Linked DNA regions of Pan troglodytes: region 1 is linked to region 2. A link is a contact called in public Hi-C data. All regions are on one chromosome and are shown on one strand. Each heading gives the region's core, a stretch centred on a gene start, on an enhancer-like site or on the middle of the called end of the contact. The rest is flanking DNA. Distances are from core to core; before and after follow the strand shown.

The links. A called contact is a pair of places that touch in the nucleus more often than the background predicts.
Region 1: a Hi-C map of stem cell-derived neural progenitor cells shows a contact between it and region 2, with 5 times the contacts expected there. The contact joins the promoter of NEK8 here to the enhancer-like site in region 2. A contact is called at or near these places in 1 of 7 Hi-C or Micro-C datasets (stem cell-derived neural progenitor cells) and 1 of 1 datasets of contacts at active chromatin or transcription factors (stem cell-derived excitatory neurons).

The regions. Positions count from the first base shown.
Region 1 is chr19:38,853,744-38,860,020 of NHGRI_mPanTro3-v2.0_pri, reverse strand. It overlaps NEK8 (NIMA related kinase 8), which reads left to right and starts at 3,643. Exons shown (of 15, transcript XM_016932161.4): 1 at 3,643-3,803. The coding sequence starts at 3,685. It overlaps TLCD1 (TLC domain containing 1), which reads right to left and starts at 2,534. Exons shown (of 4, transcript XM_003315562.5): 1 at 2,308-2,534; 2 at 1,038-1,120; 3 at 868-950; 4 at 1-457. The coding sequence starts at 2,360. The coding sequence ends at 74.
Region 2 is chr19:38,467,648-38,473,367 of NHGRI_mPanTro3-v2.0_pri, reverse strand. It overlaps MYO18A (myosin XVIIIA), which reads right to left. Exons shown (of 48, transcript XM_063798795.1): 20 at 5,701-5,720; 21 at 3,414-3,555; 22 at 3,116-3,275; 23 at 2,093-2,279; 24 at 1,515-1,758. Among named protein-coding and RNA genes, the nearest start is that of PIPOX, 68 kb to the left of the region's middle. Within about 2 kb of position 3,692, at least 4 of the 24 cell types and tissues checked have an H3K27ac peak or open chromatin away from gene starts, as enhancers often do. A contact at or near this core is called in stem cell-derived neural progenitor cells, where this site is marked.

The DNA of each region.
Region 1 (6,277 bases), core at 2,394-4,893, 390 kb before region 2:
GGGCTAAGTCCCAGTGTCCATGTGAAGCTGTTTCTGGCCTTGTCCGTTTTTGTTGTCCCAGGCTCTGTGCCTCTCACTCAGTCAAGAACTTGTCTTTGTGTTGCTTCTTGGGGACATGCTCAGGGCAGAAGTCAGAGCGGAGGAGGCGGGAAAAGTAGATTATGATCATCACGTCCAGCATGAGCAGGATACCCAGCAGGAAGGTGCCCAGGGTCCTCTGGTTCACATAACGCAAGAAGAAATGGGTGAGGTAGGCCTGAGGGGCCAGGCGGAAGAGAAAGTACATGACCAGGTTCACATACTTGTTAACCCGGTAGAGGAGATGATCCTGGGCATTACTGATTTTCATCATCATGCGAATGGTGAGGAAGATGTTGCTGACTTCCACCAGTAGTGTTAAGACACCCCCACCGACAAAGCTGCTCCAAAAGATGCCGGAGAAGAAGGCACCCATGGCCTAGAGGGAAGAAAGAATAGGAGTTAGGGAACCCAGATGCAGACGCTTTCCTGGAAGTTTGGGGGGTGTGGGTATCAGATTGAGGGCTGGAAAATCCCAAATTTCCCCCTGGAATAATAGTTTATAGTGGATAAGATGCTTTGTTTTGTTAGTTCAACATTACTAGATTTTGATTCCTGCTCACAGCTGGCTGTGGGTGATGTTCAGTCTAAAGAGGCAGTGAAACCATGGGTTGCTGGCCTCAGTGAACAAGTACAGACTGCCAACCTCCAGCATCCTAGCATAAGAAGTAGCACACAGGTCGGGGGCGGGTGGTAAGAAAACACGGCCTTCTCCCAGATTCAGAAAGACGGAGCTGAGACTAGATTACTGACACCAGGCCTATACCACATAGTCTGCTTCTCTCTTACCATGACGTGATGGACAAGGTATTCCCAAGAGGCTCGCGTCTGTCCGCTAGTCACGATGTCCACCGTATCGTGGATGAAATACCCTAGTGGAGGGATGGGGCAAGAGATCATGAACTGAGCTTCCTTCTCCCTGTCCCCAATTTGCCTCCCGCTTCCTGGGCAAGACCTACCCGCAGAGAAGCAAACGAGCAAATAGCCAGAAAGTGACCACGCCGTCTCAATCTCCACTAACATGTCAGGAGTCTGCCATACACTGGAAAGGAGGGAAGAGGAGGCTCTGCATTTCGGCACCCTCAAGGACCATCAACTTCTCGGTTACCCTTCGCAGCCCCGGGGGAGCCTGGGCTCGCGCTAGTGGCTGACTGGGAAGCTAAGAGTGGCTGGGCAAAACCCAAGAGCCTCCAGTTTCCCAGGGGCGATCCCCCTCCCCTGGGGCCACTGCGGCTTTTGGTTGGATAGGATACCAAACGGGATCAGGTGAGACTGCGTGGCCTCAGCCCGCCGGTGAGCGATGGGGGTAGTAACACAAGAGCCGGCCCCGGCTCCCCGCTCAGGATCCCCTGGCCACCTCATTTCCACAGTCGCTCACTCACCACAGCAGTGCCCAGATCCCCGACACAATGGAGTGAGCGAAGGAGACGAGCAGGTTGTGCCAGCGCCAGGTGCGCAGGGGGTCGGCGCGCACGTGCACGGGTAGGGGCAGGCGACAGAGCGCGCGCCGGAGCGCCCGGAAGGTCAGCGTGGCGCCCAGGAGCAGCGGCAGGGCGGGGTGCAGCAGTCGGGGCATGCTGGCCCTCCCTGCCGTCCGCCCTCGAGGCCGCCTCCTAGGTCTGTTCTGGGAACCGGGGTCCCTCTCGGGCCAGTCTAGGCCGGCCGCCAGCCCCACACAGTTGGCGAAGCCCTCTAGGCCCCTTGGCTCCTCCTCGCCCTCCCTGCGAGGCCTCTGCCCCCGCCCCCAGCCGCCCGCGCCCCCGCCCCGCCCGCCTGCCTCCGCCCCCGCCCCGCCCCGCCCGCCTGCCCCCGCCCCTCAGGCGCTGCTGCCGCGCGAGCCGGGTGTCCCCGTGGCCTCTCGGCCACCGGCCGGCTCCCGCGGACTTCGGGTAACTAGGAGCTGTGCTGAGGGCGTCGTCGCCGAGACACCCCTCGCTGGCGCCTCCCGACTGCCGACGGAGTCCCCGCTGCCCTCGCTCGCCTGGCCTCATTAACCCGCGTCCCTACTTTTCCCCGGGCCACCGGCTACCCCGCCCTGGGCGGGTACCGCGAGAGCTCTCTCCGCCCTCTACTTTCTGCGCAGAGCTGGACGGGACCCGACACGCCCACGCCCCCTAAGTCCTGGTCCTGGGGTGGGCTCGGGAGCCCCGCGTCCGACAGTGGTCTCCGTGCAGACCCAGTGCCCCTACCGCACCACTCGCAGTCTTCTGGCCGGAGTCCCGTGTTTACCTGTCCCTCCCGCGCCCGCGAGGTGGGCACTTGGGAACTGCTGAGTAACCCATCGCCACCTCTTCCCGCCGGCTCTTAAACTCCTGGGGCCGGGCGACTGTCACAGTCCTCCCTCAGACAGTCCCGGCCCTCGGCCCGGCTCCCCGGAGGCTGGGCAAGCAAGACCTCCGATTTGCCGGGACAGCTGGAGTGACCCGCGCTCTCCAAGCCGGTAGCTTGCAGCAGTTGCGGCTCCTAGTCACTAGGTGTCAGCCTGCCCTCACTGTGGCGCGGGCTCCCCCTCCCGCCTCCGAGCGAGGCAGCTGCTTTCGGGGAGAGTTTAGGTATAAACTCTGGGCGAAAGGAGGAGCAGCTGAGAGCCAGCGAGGGAAGTTAAGCGGAGATGAGAGCGGGGAGGGAGAAGAGGGTGGTAATAGAGGAGGGGCGGGAAGAAGCGGGGGAGGGGAAAGGTGCTGCGGGCGGGAGGAAGAAGCCGAAAACCTGAGGCGCAAGGACCCAGGGACCAAGCCGTTTGAGTGTTTTCCTTCCCTATGGCTCCAAGGTTACACATTAACCCCTGTGGGACTCTTAAGTCAACCAAAGCCCAGTCGGTTTCTAGGTGAGAACACGGGTGTCCTGGGTGAGCGGCTTTCCCGCCCCTCCCCTTGGCTCACAGAGCTGCTCTGTCCGCCGGCCGACACCGGCCAGAGCCAGCGCCCTTCCAGCAGTCATTCCACGTGGGTGGGTTTGGATACCCTTGCGAGAGCCAGGACAGGGGCAGAAGATAAAACGCCCCTTTCCTCACACCCCTTGCCCACTCTGATACAGGGACGCTAACCTTCAGGTTAGTGACCATCCTCCTCCTGAATACTGAGGTTTTCTTTTTTTTTTTTTTTTTGAGATGGAGGCTCACTCTATCGCCCAGGCTGGAGTGCAATGGCACGATCTCGGCTCACTGCAACCTCCGCCTCCCAGATTCAAGCGATTCTCCTGCCTCAGCCTCCCGAGTAGCTGGGATTACAAGCGCGCGCCACCATGCCCAACTAATTTTTGTATTTTTAGTAGAGACGAGGTTTTACCATGTTGGCCAGGTTGGTCTCAAACTCCTGACCTCAGGTGATCCGCCCGCCTCGGCCTCCCCAAAGTGCTGGAATTACAGGCGTGAGCCACCGCGCCTGGCCGAATACTGAGTTTTTCTAGAGCTCCCGCAGAGCAGGAGCCCGGGAGAACCTGGAATTAACCTCACTTCCGGTAAAGAGCCTAGCTGGTCACACTAACCAGCCCCCTGCCTCTAGGCTTTTGCCTTGAGCTCATTTCGGCGAAACCGCGGTCTTTCCTTCTCCCCTTGATGCTTTCAGGTACTGACCCACTACCGCCCCCATCTTCCCCCATGGGAAGATGAGCACTGAGGGCAGATTACCCTCCTGCAGCGCGTGTGTGAAAGGGGAGTTGAGAGTGCTGACGAGCGCGGCGCTCACTAGTCGGGACGGCCCGAGACCGTGTCATGTCCTCTTCAGGTGAATCAACTTGCACGACTTGGTATTTCCCCCGTCCCTCCCCAGGCAAACACGAAACCAACCCTGCTGCCTTCTCCCAGGAGCGCTGGTCTCGGTCGTTTTGGGTGTATTTATCGTTTGCGTGCCAAGGAGAACCCGCTTTCTCCTGAAATAGCGTCACTCGTGGGCAAGAAGGGGGTCAATCCTCTCTTCCCACCCCTTCCCGGCCTGTGGGGTTTAACTCTCGGGAACGCGACATCCTTTTAGTCTAGCAAGCTTTACAAGGGCTGGGTATATGTGTGGGAGGGGCGGGTACCGTGCCCGCCATTGCGGGCGCGCCCTATTTTCTTGCCCTATTCTTGGACACTGCGTGGGGCAGGGTCGTGAGGGGAAAAGTGACGGCGTGTCGCAGCGGGAGGTGTGTGGTGCAGGCCCACAAATACGGACGCGTGGCGGAACCCACACCTAGGGCGCTGGCTCCGCCCCGCAAGCCGCTCGCCGTGAAGGGGCGGGGCCCAGAGTGGGTGGGTCCGCGCACGCGCCGCGTGGGGGACGGAAGTGAAACTCTAAGAAATGAGATGGAGAAGTACGAGCGGATCCGAGTGGTGGGGAGAGGTGCCTTCGGGTGAGCCAGGGCTCTGGGGGAGGAAACTGCTAGGGGATAGGGAAAATAAGCCCCAATTCCGCCCGCGAAGTCGCCGCCCGCCTAATCCCGCCCCAAGGCGTGAGCGCCACTCTGGGAAGCCCCGCCCAAGCTTCCGGTCCCAGTCCTGCGGGGAGACTCCGCCTCTACGGAGGCCACGCCCCTGACAGGCCCATTGCTCCGCCCACTGAGTTATGTTAGCTTCTTTATTCATTCGTTCAACAAATACTGAGTGCCAGCTATGTATGTCAGGCTTTGGCCGCTGGGTATATAGTTAGAACCGGAACGGGCGTGGTCTTTTCCCTCTTGGAACTTACTGACTGTGGGAAAGTTATACAATAAACAAAACATTATGAAGTAAGAAGTTATAGCAGTTATGAAGTGTTATTAGCAGGTTGTGAGGATAGAGTACATTACCAGTGAGAATACTTATATGAGATGGTCAAGGAAGAATTCTCTGAGAAGGGAGATTGCTTGCTTGCTTGATTGATTTTTAAGACAGAGTCTCCCTCTGTCACCCCGGCTGGAGTTCAGTGGCACGATCTTGGCACACTGCAACCACCACCTCCTGGGTTCAAGCAATCGTTGTGCCTCAGCCTCCCGAGTAGCTAGGATTACAGGCGTGCGCCACCACGCCCGGCTAAATTTTTTGGATTTTTTTTTTTTTTTTTTTTTGAGGCAGTCTCACTCTGTCGCAGTGGCGCGATCTCGAGTGCAGTGGCACTATCTCAGCTCACTGCAACCTCTGCCTCCCTGGTTCAAGCGCTTCTCCTGCCTCAGCCTCCCGAGTAGCTGGGACTACAGGCACGCGCCACCATGCCCAGCTAATATTTTTTGTGTTTTTAGTACAGATGGGGTTTCGCCATGTTGGCCAGGCTGGTCTCAAATTCCTGACCTCAGGTGATCCGCCCGCGCCGGCCTCCCTAAGTGCTGGAATTACAGGCGTGAGCCACCGCGACAGGCCAGAAGTGAGATTTAAGGCCAAGACTTGAGGAATGAGGACCAGTAGTCTGCAGGTGAAGGGAGAACTTTTCAGGCAAAGGAAATAGCGTATGTGAAATGTCTCACATGGGAAAACAGAGCATTCAAGAAACCGAGAAAGACTAGTAATAGTTGGAATGTAGTGGGCAAGGTAGAGAATGGTATAAAATGTAATTGTCGAGGGCGGGGACTAGATTATGGCCTGATAACCTGAGATAAAAGGTTCATTTGCCACAAACGGTTTTGTTTTGTTTTTGTTTTTGTTTTTGAGACGGAGTCTTGCACTGTCGCTCAGGCTGGAGTGTAGTGGCAATCTCAGTTCACTGCAATCTCCGCCTCCCGGGTTCACGCAATTCTCCTGCCTCAGCATCCTGAGTAGCTGGGACTACAGGCACACGCCACAACAACCGGCTAATTTTTTTTTTTTTTTTTTTTTTTTTTTTTTTTGAGACAGAGTCTCCTCTGTTGCCCAGGCTGGAGTGCAATGGCACCATCTTGGCTTACTGCAAGCCCCGCCTCCCGGGTTCAAGCAATTCTCCTGCCTCAGCCTTACAGGCGTGTGCCACCATGCCTGGCTAATTTTTTGTATTTTTAGTAGAGACAGGGTTTCACCATGTTGGCCAGCCTGGTCTCGAACTCCTGACCTCAGGCGATCCACCTGCTTCTGCCTCCCAAAGTGTTGGGATTACAGGCGTGAGCCACCACTCCCGGCCACCAGGAAGGGTTTTAAAGAGGAAGAGTGATCCTGAGACTTGGCAGAGTTTTTTGAAAAGGGGCAGGGTGCAGTGGCTCACACCTATAATCCTAGCACTTTGGGAGGCCGAGATGGGCAATTGCTTGAGCTTAGGAGTTAGAGACCAGCCTGGGCAAC
Region 2 (5,720 bases), core at 2,443-4,942:
AGCAGTGGCTAGCAGGAAGTGACCCCAAGTCACCCTGATCTTACCAGAGCCCAGGGTGGAGGGCCACGAACTCCACTCCCACAAAATCACAGAATTTCAAACTAGAAAGGGATCTTAAACCAGATCCAACTCATCTGTCAGACACAGAAACGGAGGCCTGGGAGGAGCGACTGGCTTGCTCAAGGTCACAAAGGCTGCTGCTGGGGGCAGAACTGGCTTCCAAACCTGGACTCCTGACAGCTAGCCAAGGGCGTGCTCCACAGCAATGATGGGCTAGCTGGCTCTGGGAAACCCTCCAGCTGGGAGGTGAGGCTGATGCATGTGCCTGATAATTGAAACAGGAGGTGGGGGCTGCTGAGGGGCCAAGACAAAGTGAGCTATTGATTGTATCTGAATTGCAATTAAATTGATGGGCCGGGATAGCAGGTCTGGACGCCTGGCATCTTAATTAATCATCAGTGCTATAGTCGGTGGCTGGGGGCCGGGTGAGGGAAGGGGGGCCTGCCGCTGCTGGCCTCATCGATCTGCTTGTTTGAGTAACGCACATTGATTTTGGTTCAGAGCGGTAACAATCTGGTTTTGAAATAATAAACACCAACTCCATATCAAGACGTGGGGACAGATCGATGATTTATTTAGAGCAGGGCAGGGAGCCTGTTTCCTGGCTTGGGCTGCTAAGGAAGTTTTAGTGCCCATGGGAATGCCTGAAGGGGACCTGGCTGTGGGTGGGTGGGACCCTACCTGCTCTTCTAGTGAAGGAGAAAAACAGCAGAAACCCAGCAACTCATAACTTCTCAGGCAAAAAACAACAAAAAAAACCAAAAAAACCCCACCCTACTTGAGAGACATGAGACATGACTCTACAGCCAGCCTGCCTGGTCAAATCCCACTCTGCCACTCAGGAGCTGTGTGACCTTGGGCAAGCTACTTAACCGCTCTGAGCCTCAGTCTCCTCATCTGGAATGATAGCAGTGTGCTATCCCGGTCCCCAGCCACCGATAACAGCTTCTAAGGACTCTAAGTAACCACTAATACTATCATCCTGTCTGTCGCCTCCTTTAGATGGATCCATAAAAAAGGGTCTGTCTGACCTTTCTTGGGAATTTTAAGTACTTCAGAAAGATTTAGCACCTCATTTCTCACTGGGCAGATGGCTCCGAAAGGGCACTGGGTTTGCTGCTGTGGGCAAAGCTGAACTGTCCAAACTAGGGACGTGGGAAGAAAGGGAGCTGTGGACAAATGACAAGGTGCAGGGTGGAGCTAGGAAGGGAGGGGGACAAAGAGAACTGAATATGGAGGGGAGAGGAGGAGGCAGGGACTCTGCAGGATGGAAGGAAATGGAGAAAGAAAGGGGCTGTGGGCTGGGAGAGATGAGGAGAGACCAGAGCAGAAAGGATCGTGAGGAAAGACAGGAGCAGCCCCACTGCAGCCCACGGGTCCCAGGTGGGAGGTGGGGCCGGGCAGGGCCAGCTCTGGAAAAGAGAGCCCAGAGTGGAGAGGAAAGGAGGCCCCACCTTGGCGGTACATGCGCATGGCATCGAGCAGGCGGGAGCCGCGGAGCTGGGTGCGGAGCAGGGGCACGTCGAGCTGCAGGAGCCCAGCCTCACAGTGGTCTCCCGAGGGCAGGTCCAGCTCACTGCTGCTGCTGACTCGGCGGGAGGAGGCGGAACGGGGCTCCCCAGCCCAGCCCTCAGCTACAGGCAGGAAGCAGTGCACAAAATGCAGCTTTGACTTCTTGATGGTGTCGATGAGGGCGTCCTGCCGAGGGGAAGGGACTGCCCTCAGTGGGCTCTGATGGCCTGTGCTCAGAAGAGCAGGGACTGGTGCCAGCGTCTCCACTGCTCACGGGGTAGCAGGGGCCCCAGCACCAGCCAGGACATGCTAAACCTGGACAACTCTGCCCTCGCCGGGCCTGGGTGGCCACTCACAGGTGGCAGCACTGAAAAGAAGACCCCCACCAGCAGCCATTGAGTCACAGTGGGACGCTGAGTGGGCACCAGATGGCCTCAGTGTGCTCGGAGTCCCCAGGCCTGCCTACCAGGGGTAAGGAAGGGTCCCCAGGCCTGCCTGCTGGGGCCCGGCTGGCACTCACCACCTGTAGCTTCATCTGGATGCACAGTGACTTCTTTTTGACAGCCGCCATGCCTGTGGTAAAGGTTTTCCGCATGCTGGTGGCCCGGCGCAGTGCCAGCTGCGAGCCGCCCTCCAGGCCCGCGATGGAGCCAGAGAGCACCGTGGCACTGCCTGCGCGGCCCAGAAACAGGTTGCTGATGATTTTTCTGCCAGAGGTGGGAGGATAAGGGAGGAAAAGCAGTCACATCGATGGAGTGGGAAAGGCCGCTCCTCCCCCAAGGCCCCAGAACACTAAACAGTCCCATTCAGCCACGTCCAGGGGCCTGGCTACCTGAACTGCATGCCCCACACCCTACAGAGAAACAAACTGTGGAGAAATTTTCAAACAGTAAGGAGAGAAAGCCAGAGGTGGGCAGAAGCCAAGGGGTGGACAGGAATCGGACAGAGGGGAGCAATCTACTCATCTACTTCCCCTAACCAGGGAGGGCAAAGGTGTGGAAGAGTTTCCAATGTGACAGGAGGGGTTAGGGTTCAACATCTTCTAACATACGATATAATTTATTTATTATGTTTATTGTTCATTATCTGTCTCTCCCATTAGAATGTAAATTCCACAAGGGCAGGGAGTTCAGTTTTGTTCACTATTATCTGCCAAGCACCTAGAAGCCCCCGTCGCAGGGTAGGTGCCCACTAACCATCTTCTGAAGAGTAGAACGGATGACAGGGCCCGTGGGGCTGGGGGTTCTAAGGCCGCTCAGGGCCTATGGGGCTGGGGGTTTCTAAGGCCACTCCTGCCTTCTTTGACTTGAGGGTGTTCTTCACATTTAAACCATAGGCTCTCCCACCATGTCTGCCTCCCACCTCTACTTCAAGAGGCCCCTCAAGCTCCTCAAGGCCAAGTGCCCTGGGCTGTTGCCTCTCAGGAATAAAGGCCATCTACTTTGCTAGTGAGGGGGCCTCTGAGACAACCCCAGGGGGAGGGAGCCCCAAAATCAAAACAGTCCTGGGTACAGGACAGGGGCAGAGGGAGTGGTGGTCTTACTTCTGGGAGTCCTGCAGGAGCCGGGGGGCATTCTGGGTGGCTGGGTTCTGCTTGGTGTAGTTCAGCCAGCCAGTCACATTGTACTCTACCCAGTTGGTGCCATGGCTGTGGCCCAGGAGAAAGTGGTGTGGTTTGCTGCTGTGCAGAAGGGGGCTTTGGCCTGACGGTGGGAGAAGCAAGATTTAGGTTGTCAGGGTACAGGCACAAAGTGACCCCCGCCCCCTCCCAGGGAGTGCCACCTGGACCCACCTGTATGTAAGAGGAAGCAGAGGAGCTACCCTCTAGGGATGCCACCTACCTTTTTTGTCACCTTCCTGGGGGCCATAATAGGAGAAAAGGCGCTCCAGGAGGGCGTCCTCACTGGCCCCTGGCACCAGAGCCTCCTCTTCCAATAGCCAGAGCAGGCCCCTCGCCTCGTCTGTGCGGGCCAGCGAGCGGACCTACAGAGAAGGAAGGAAATCCTTCCTTGTCATATGGAGCTGTGGGAAAGGGGCCAGGGTGGTGCCGGGCCCAAACACACCCTACAGAATGCTACACACGTGCACACATGCACACACGCACACGCCGCAGCTCCTGCCGCTCACTGCTGACACCTTGTGGAGGAAGCGGGCAGCCCGGGGAAAGGGGAGCCAAGAAAGTGAGCAGAGGGAAGCCCACAGCAAAAGAGGGTGCTTAGCACTCCAGTCCAAAGTCACCAAAGACTGCAGCCTTCCTGCTGGCCCGAGCCCGCGCCCCGAGGCACTCCTCCACCCTCGTCCCCTCGGAGGTCACCAGGGACTTGGATGAACCCCACATTGCTCTCACTCCCTGGCAGTGGGATAAAGTCTGGAAGGCCCTGAGCACAAGAGTTGGCCCTAAGGAAGCTGTCAGTAAGTGACAGCTGTGAGGTTAATCCTGGTCTCTGAAAGGAGAGAACCCAGAGGGGGCTCAGATGGCTGCCGGTGGGATCACTGCAGGGTCACTCAAGGGCCAAAAGAAGACAGGTGACTTAACGGACGTGGCAGCCAAAACGGGTAGAGGCTGGGGCAAGCTAGAGAGCAGGTATCCCTATCCAAAGGGAAAAACCACCACTGAGCTGCAGCCAACTGCTCTCCTGGAAGAACACTGGCCTAGCATTGATAAACCCTCTGGTTCTTCAAGAGAAGGTAGAAATATCTAATTCCAATTTCAAATATCCCATGAAGGCCAAACAAACTAGGCCTGTGGCCACATCTGGCCTGAAGGTGCCTTTTCTGTGGAGTTCCTGCATCTCTCTTGGGCAGGAAGGATGGAACCTTCCCCACACCCTATTCTGGCCTGGCCTTCAGGGGCTGAAGGAAAAAAGAAGTGAGAAAAGGGCCATTTTTCCTCTCTTTGACCCCAGCTGCCTGCATCTCCTCCCGGCAGATGCCCAAGGGAGTTGGCGTGATTACCAGAAGGAAGCAGAATGTGGCCAAAGGCCAAGGCAACTCTAGTGGCAGGAACCGAGTAGTAGGAACGAGCAATGAAGCAATGAGATGGGAAGACAGGCTTGGCACCGAGGGCCCCTTCCCCAGGGGTGCAGCCGCCCCATGCCAAGGTCCATTAGTCAGGAGAGACCACAGAAGAGAAAGGAGAGCCAAGCTCTTCCCACATGCTGTCTGACTCCTGCTGCTCATGCTGACATCCCCCCTCTCCCGGGAACCTCAGAACGGTTCTGAGTGAGGCCACCATAGGAGCCCAGGTGTCAGGAAAAGAAAATTCACTTCCCTGGGGAGATGCGGTGCTTGGGCACTTTAAACATCTGTCCCCGGGGGGATACTCACTCTTTCGCAGCCCCACCACTTGTGCAAGCCAAGCAGGGCCTCATGGCAGAGAAGAGGGAGGGAGAGGTAGGAATCAAAGCAGAGCAGGGAGGTCGGCAGCCTCGCAAAAATGCCAGTTCTCCAATAAAGCACCTTATGCAATTTCCCTAATGGCGGACAATCGCCAAATGCCAAGAGTTTGCTAGGCCAGCCAGTCCCCCACCGAGTGCCAAGGTGCCCAGGACACTAGCACAAAGGGTGACAAAGCCTGCCCCCAAAGTTGAGGGGCGAGGGTTCATATCCATGACAGTCCCCCAGAGGGCATTTGACAGCTTAGCACTGTTTCCCCTGGGAGCGGGAGGCTGGCTCCTGGCCCTGTTCTGTTAGGTTGCACCAGTCCTCTACTTGGGGACAATGGGAGGGAATGACTATGTCCTTGGGGTCTAGGCCCTCACCAGCTGGGACTGGTCACCAGGGCTCCTAGCAGACATACTGGAGGCTCAGCCAGTCACCAGCTGGGGCCCGAGCCTCAGCTGCTGAGAAAGGAGATATGCTTTCCTGCCTGACTGGGACCCCCGTGGGCTGTGGCTCCCCAGGGCACCAGGGCAGAAGAAAGTGCCACCTTCCTGGCCAGACTGCCTGAGTGCTGAGGGGCAGAGCCCCAGCACCACAGAGTAGCTGGTGTCTGGGCATAGCTGCTGGACCCTCCCTCAGCCCACAGTGGCACCCCCAGCAGCAGCTCAGATGGGGAGGGCTCCACCACGGGGAGAGGGGTGGGGAACGAGAGGAAAGGCTTGCCCAAACCCTCTCTGGAGCTCCTACCAGGGACTGATGGGAGGCCT